Linked DNA regions of Mus musculus: region 1 is linked to region 2. A link is a contact called in public Hi-C data. All regions are on one chromosome and are shown on one strand. Each heading gives the region's core, a stretch centred on a gene start, on an enhancer-like site or on the middle of the called end of the contact. The rest is flanking DNA. Distances are from core to core; before and after follow the strand shown. Region 1 has its middle 43 kb from the start of Mir5103. Region 2 overlaps Dst (dystonin).

Region 1 (3,410 bases), core at 911-3,410, 140 kb before region 2:
CCTATGCATCACACATCGACAGAAACCAAGCCATATCAGGGTGTTCAAGGACAAATGGTAAGGAAACATGAGGAATACATGTCTGATGTCGGGGTTCAAAATCTCTCTGGGCATAAAAGCTTATAAAAACATAAAGAAAAAACCCAGTGTATGTGGATGCACATGATTATAAATCTTTCCATTAAAAAAATCCAAATCTTAGGTTGGGGATGTAGCTCAATTCGTAGAATGCTTTCTTAGAGTGTACAAACTCCTGAGTTCAATCCCCAGTACAACCTACACCAGCTGCAATAGAGGAGGTGGGAGAATCAGAGGTTCAAAGTCGTCCTCAGCTACATATCAAGTTCTAAGCCAGCCTGGGCTTCATACGACCCCCGTTAATCACCACCAACACAAACAACAAAACCCATAACCAAATTTGAAGGCACACAACCCTAAAGCCTTTCCTAAGATTTGATGGAGGGAGCTATGTTTAACACTGAGCAGTCTTTCAGATTCGAAGTCACTAATCATCCCCCAACCAGAGAAACAGGCGGTAACCCGAGGATGTAAAAAAGATGCTGGACTTTAGTAGCATCCAAACAAACACAAATTAACCACTATGTGCCCTTACAGAAGCACACAACTGTTAAATATAATCACACCAGCCACTAAAAACATGCTCTGCTGGAGTTTAAAGCAAGGGAAATACTTGGGGTGTGTTTTAGTTTCAAGAGTACATTGCAAAGCAGTTTTTTTTTTTTTTTTTTTACAATGTTCATTATTCAGAAATGGATGCCTTATGTGTAAAAATTGAGGAGAATTTAAAAACACAGAATTATCTTCAGGAAGTGACATAGTAGGTCATTTTAAGGGTTTAAAATTTTATGTGTATGAGTGTTTTGCCTGCATGTATGTTTGTGTACCATTTGCATGCCTGGTCCCACAGAGGCCAAAAGAGGGTGCTGGATCCTCTGGAACTGGAGTTACAGAACCCAGGCCTCATGGGTTCTGGAAACTGAACCTGGGTCCTCTACCCGGCCCTCAGGTTCCTCTTCCTTCCTTCCTTCCTTCCTTCCTTCCTCCCTCCCTCCCTCCCTCCCTCCCTCTTTCTTTCTTTCTTTCTTTCTTTCTCTCTTTCTTTCTTTCTCTCTTTCTCTCATTCTCTTTCTCTCTCTCTTTCTCTCTTTCTCCTTCTCTCTCTCTCTTTCTCTCTCTCTCTCTTTCTCTCTTCCTTCCTTCCTTTTTAAAATGCTTTTTTTTGTGTTTATTGCTCACTTTGTTAATTAGAACATAGAAACAGAGTCAGGATCCATGGTACAGGCTTATTATGCCAGCTACTCCAGAGGCTGAGAAAGGGGGGTTTTGAATTCAAGATCAAGGCCAGCTGTGGCAACTCACTTGCCATTTTCAACGGTCTCTGCTGAATGCCTTGGCTAAATAAGTAAATAACTAATCAAGCCAAGTAAATAAAGAGGAGTAAAAGCGAATCCCCAATCAATGCTGCATGTGGAGTAGCTTTCTGAGTCCCCTGCCTTTGCTCAGGCTTCCAGAAATGGTCGCTCAGGGACACTCAGCCTCCTGGTTGGCACAGTTCAGGCCTCTGTCTGAAATCCTGTCTGTCTCTCCAGCTTTCTCAAACATGCTCTTGGCCTTCGCTCTTTTCTGAGCATATATAGTAGAGACTAGTCAGAGCCTTTCTGTAAAATGCAAGGATTGTCTAACATATGAAAAGCAAGCTGTAAAGATTTGACAAACCAGCTAAAGATGAGTGGCGCTAGCTAGCATCCAGTTTAGAACAGCTTCGGTCCTCAGCGGAGGCCACTGCCCAGGACCAACATGGAATTTACCCAACGGCTAATGCTTGCTGGTTCTGCATTCTTTCAAATCCTTCTGCTTTTTCAAAAATAGGTCCTTGAGCTGAGCTCTATGTGCTTATATGGCAAAGCTGCCCTGTTTACTGTCACAAGACCAAGGCATAAAATCTAGTTAAGGGTTCTTGCCAAGACATGAATCAGTTGCAGCATAATATTCTGAACTCTGTTCCCTCTTTCCATTCTCTAATATTTCTTCCATCACAACCCAAACAATTACTCATAATTAAACTGAGTAGAGGGAATGGGCCCTGGCAAGACATGTACTTGGCAAGGATGGAAAACCTCTTCATTGTCTTCCACACAGAACAATGACATCAGTTCCTTCCACCGTCGGAGGAGGAGGGAAGAAAAAAATGGATTTTGCAGAGCAAGAGTTGTATTAAAATAAGAGGAAGGAAGTGGCTTATTTACATATTTCTAATCAGGCTAATGCATCATCTGTGATGGGGAAAGGAAAGTGTGTGTGTGTGTGTGGGGGGGGGGATTAATAGGTCATTCTGAAGCCTGCTTTCATTTCCCATACCACATCAGCACTGACCCAACGGCTTCTTGTGTCTCTCTGGCTCAGAGGGAAATCCCATCCATAAGGGAGATAGCCCGGACAGACTCCAGAAGCTTCAGGAGAAACTAAATGCCAGCCACACCGTTTGAAAAGTTAGAGCGCACTTGGCGCCCACTTCTGTAGCATCTGCTGTTTACTCTGTGGCGCATCCTGATGCAGAAGGACCTAGAGAAACGCGTCATCTCAAACCGATGGCTTGCAAGCTGCTCAGCCTCGAGTCGTCTGAGGACCAGCGATCACAGTACAGCCCATTCTTACACCCCAATAGCCTGCAGACCAGTGTGTCACCAGTTCATGGGGATTCTAGGTGTATTAGCACCCAGCTCACTCTGGGGGCTATCAGCTGAGCAAAGGTTAAACTCCAAACTAGGTTCTTCCCTGGATGCCCCAGGTCTTTTCTTTTAGGCTCCTTGCCAGCTCCAAGCAACCTGGAAGTTATCACTCTTCCCTAGGAAAGGGGAGTATGGGCAAAGCGGTTATTTGCACAAACCCAAGAAGTGGCGGAGACTTCCAGACTGTAGTTCTCAATGTCGTCTAATGAGATAATCCTTGTCTCCAGGAGGTCCTCTAATATTGTTGAGAAATAAGTTTAGGATTCTAAGAAGAGATTGGACTTGTCATTCAACCCTGGCATAGATCCCCCTAAGTTTCATTTATTTACCTGAGTGAAACCTCTAAGGGCTGCAGTTCCCATGCCCATCACAGAATGGAAGGCAGGTGGGCCGGAGTACCTAGCACCTATGCCTAGCTCCTACTTCATAGAGCTGGATGATCCTAAGAAATGGGGAGGACAGAGGTGTCTGAGTAGAGTGAGATAACCCACTGTCTACTCTGAATGTTTAAAGTGAGGGGTCAGCTCCAAAATGTTTATTCCTGAAACTAATAAATTATCAGGGTGCACTCTATAGCAGAAACCTAATCCCGGGCTAATCTGATGTCATATAACCAACTTCTTAAATCACATGCTGACCCGTGGTTCTCTGTACAAGGCC
Region 2 (3,135 bases), core at 145-2,644:
CAGACACGGAGGACATGGACGTAAAGGCAAGCGTTATCCCAGCCTACAGCCCTGAGCATGTCACCGCTAGGTACCTTGCTTCAGCTCTGCTCAGGAGCGCTTCCCATCTACTGTCCAAGAGGCTCAGCTGCCTCGTGAGCTTCACTCTGTCCGCAGGCTCTGCCGAAGCAGCGATTTTCTCTCCTTCTCTTTTGATCACCTCCACCGTAGACTTCCGGTCTTCCAGAAGTCTTTGCAGAAGCTTCAGACAAAACATGCCGTGTTTTTAAAAGGCAGAAGAATGTTTAAATAAATATAAGATAGAACTCATGCATGCATGCATACATACATACATACATACATACGCATGGATAGACATGGGAAAAATGAGGAGTGGGGTTTTAAAAATAATTCATTTGGGGGCAGTGAGAGAGTGCCTTAGGTCAAGGTGGCTTGCCACCAACCCTCATGACCTGCAACGTGGAAGGGGAGAAATAGCTCCTGCAACTTGTCCTTTGACCTCCACATGCACGACAAGGCGCACGCAGGGCACATAAATAAATAAATAAATAAATAAATAAATAAATAAATAAATGTCATTTTTTAAAAAAGCCTCCAAAGAATAAACAGAAAGAGCGTTTGGCTGAGTAACTGCTGTGTCAGACACTGAGATGTGGCTTTGACAACAGACAACCCCTACTGATAAGGTCACTGTAATCTTTTTTTTTAAAAAAGATTTATTTATTTATTTATTTATTTATTTATTTAATGTATAGGAATACACTGTAGCTATCTTCAGACACACCAGCAGAGGGTGTCAGATCCCATTATAGATGGTTGTGAGCTACCATGTGGTTGCTGGGAATTGAACTCAGGACCTCTGGAAGAGCAGTCAGTGTTCTTAGCCGCTGAGCCATCTCTCTAGCCCCAGGTCACTGTAATCTTTGTGATAGATTTTGTACAAAATCACGGAGCAGACGATGCATGTAGGATAAGCAGACTGAACCATGGGAAAAGTACAACACTCTCCTCACTTTCATAAAACAGGGCTGCCCTAAGCATCCAGCAGTTATCGACTGCCAAAGAACAGACTCCCGTCAGTCAAAACCCCGGTTCACGTGAGGCAATGCATTTCAGGCAGACAGGTTAATACCAGACCATGCCTGCAGGACAGAAGGCTCCTGGCCTTCCCTGGAAGAAGCGCTTTGAGGACCCCATGAGGACGGAAACTTGAGCAGAACCCTCAGACACCCAAAAAGAAGAGTGTGGGTGCGCTGGGTTCTTAAGAACTGCCAAGAGGACTAAGGTTTCAGGACATAGCAGCTAAAAGAAAATTCAGTCCAAATCTAGCCGAGTGCCAGACTCAGGGTCACCTTGCCCTAACTAATCAAAGCAAGTCAACTGCCCACGTAGTAAGTGCGTGCTCCAGCAACCAGACGCAGGAGCTCACCCTGCCAGGCCTCTGCTTACTTACTCTGATCCTGGCAGACGACCGCTAAGGAGTAACAACTTAACACTTACCCAGAAGTAGCATGCTACAGGCATACACTGAGATTAAGACCACGGAGGAGGGAAGGAAAGGGAATACAGATTTCCCAAGGGAAAGGATCATGGATATTCTCGACACAGTTCAGGGCATCACGTAAACAATGTGAAGTCTATAAATTACACACGCGCAGGAGGACAACTTGCGAGTGTTGGCCCTTTACTGTCTCCTTGTAGGATCTGAGGATTGGTTGTCTGGCTTGGTGACAAGCCCTTTACCCACTGAGCTAGCCTGCCAGCCCAAGTGAGTTACTTCTGGTGAACTGGAATAGAGAAACCTTTGGCTATTAAGAAGACAAAGTCAGTAAATGGGCTTTGTTGACTGTGCATTATTAACTGTCCCTGGGAGAATAACTCAGTTGATGTTGGCAGTTATATAATTAAAGCCACACCGATGCACGGGATTTCCAGGGTGTCGCCTTAACCCTCCTTCTTTGCTGTCTGGTCCTGGAGTCTGAACTGGAGCCTCCTGCATTCTAGGCTACTGTCCTATGACTGCGCCATGTCCCCAAGCCTCTTCTCCGCTTTTAGATTCCACCCAGGCTCCCTCTGAGTTGCTCACTAGGCTGTCTTCCTGTGGGCCTAGAACTTGGGACCCTCCTACCTCCACCAGCCAAGGAGTTGGGATTACAGGCCTGAGCCATGAGGCCTGGCTTTATTTTTCCCACCACTTCCTTCTTTTTTTTTTTTTTTTTTTTTTTTTTAGAGACAGGGCTTCTCTGTATAGCCCTGGCTGTCCTGGAACTCACTTTGTAGACCAGGCTGGCCTCGAACTCAGAAATCCGCCTGCCTCTGCCTCCCAAGTGCTGGGATTAAAGGCGTGCGCCACCACGCCCGGCTTCCCACCACTTCCTAATTGGCTGAAGTTTTCAGGGAATTTGGAGAGTGCTAATGTGTAATGCAGAATTAAAGGAAGCAGTAAGTTGGTAAAAATCTGAGGCCAATGTAGACTTTTTTTAAAGTTTAAACTAGTAAACAGTTTATGGGCTACAGTGTCATGTTTTAGTACATGTGTTCACTGGAAAACAATTTAATCAAACTAATTAACATAGCTAGTAGTTCCTCTGCTCAAAATTGCTATTGTGTTGAGGGTATTTAAAGTCTTTTGGCAATTTTGAGGTATACGATATATAGGGCCACACAGTATGCCTTTTTCCATGTGTCATTTCAAATCACAGCTGCTCCCTCACTGGAAATGTCCTTCAGTGTTCCATGTCTGACCACTACACCACGAACTGCACATGTTGTCTCAAGCAGTCCTCTGTCTATCAGCACCAGGACATACAGCAGCATGTCCCCAGGTGCGTGAACAGAGGATCCGAGCCCTTTGCACTCCGCTCAACTCGGAGAACCTGCCAGTATTTACTCTATACAATTCCCGTGGCGAGATCTCATGTATTTAGGCAACAACGATTTTCCTGTCCAAATGCCACCCAGCCAGTGAAGCGATTCTTGCCTGTTCTATTTAGAGCTGCTCACGGGATTCCTCTTCTCCAGTACTTCCTGCCCCTAGCCCTGGCTCTGTCACAGCTATATCCTCCCCTCATCTCTGCTTTGGAATCCCTCTAGGTCACACATGGACTTTGCTGGCTTTCCACGGCCTCTCTTTCC

The links. A called contact is a pair of places that touch in the nucleus more often than the background predicts.
Region 1: a Hi-C map of uterus shows a contact between it and region 2, with 5 times the contacts expected there. The contact joins two enhancer-like sites. A contact is called at or near these places in 6 of 484 Hi-C or Micro-C datasets (bone marrow-derived macrophages, embryonic retina, embryonic stem cells and 3 more), 1 of 115 datasets of contacts at active chromatin or transcription factors (heart atrium) and 3 of 9 other capture datasets (adipose tissue, liver and pancreatic islet).

The regions. Positions count from the first base shown.
Region 1 is chr1:34,388,246-34,391,655 of GRCm38.p6, reverse strand. No RefSeq gene overlaps it. Among named protein-coding and RNA genes, the nearest start is that of Mir5103, 43 kb to the left of the region's middle. Within about 2 kb of position 2,160, at least 56 of the 459 cell types and tissues checked have an H3K27ac peak or open chromatin away from gene starts, as enhancers often do. A contact at or near this core is called in heart atrium and uterus, where this site is marked.
Region 2 is chr1:34,244,755-34,247,889 of GRCm38.p6, reverse strand. Dst (dystonin) reads right to left here. Exons shown (of 103, transcript NM_001276764.1): 63 at 75-241. Among named protein-coding and RNA genes, the nearest start is that of Gm26788, 68 kb to the right of the region's middle. Within about 2 kb of position 1,394, at least 10 of the 459 cell types and tissues checked have an H3K27ac peak or open chromatin away from gene starts, as enhancers often do. A contact at or near this core is called in heart atrium and uterus, where this site is marked.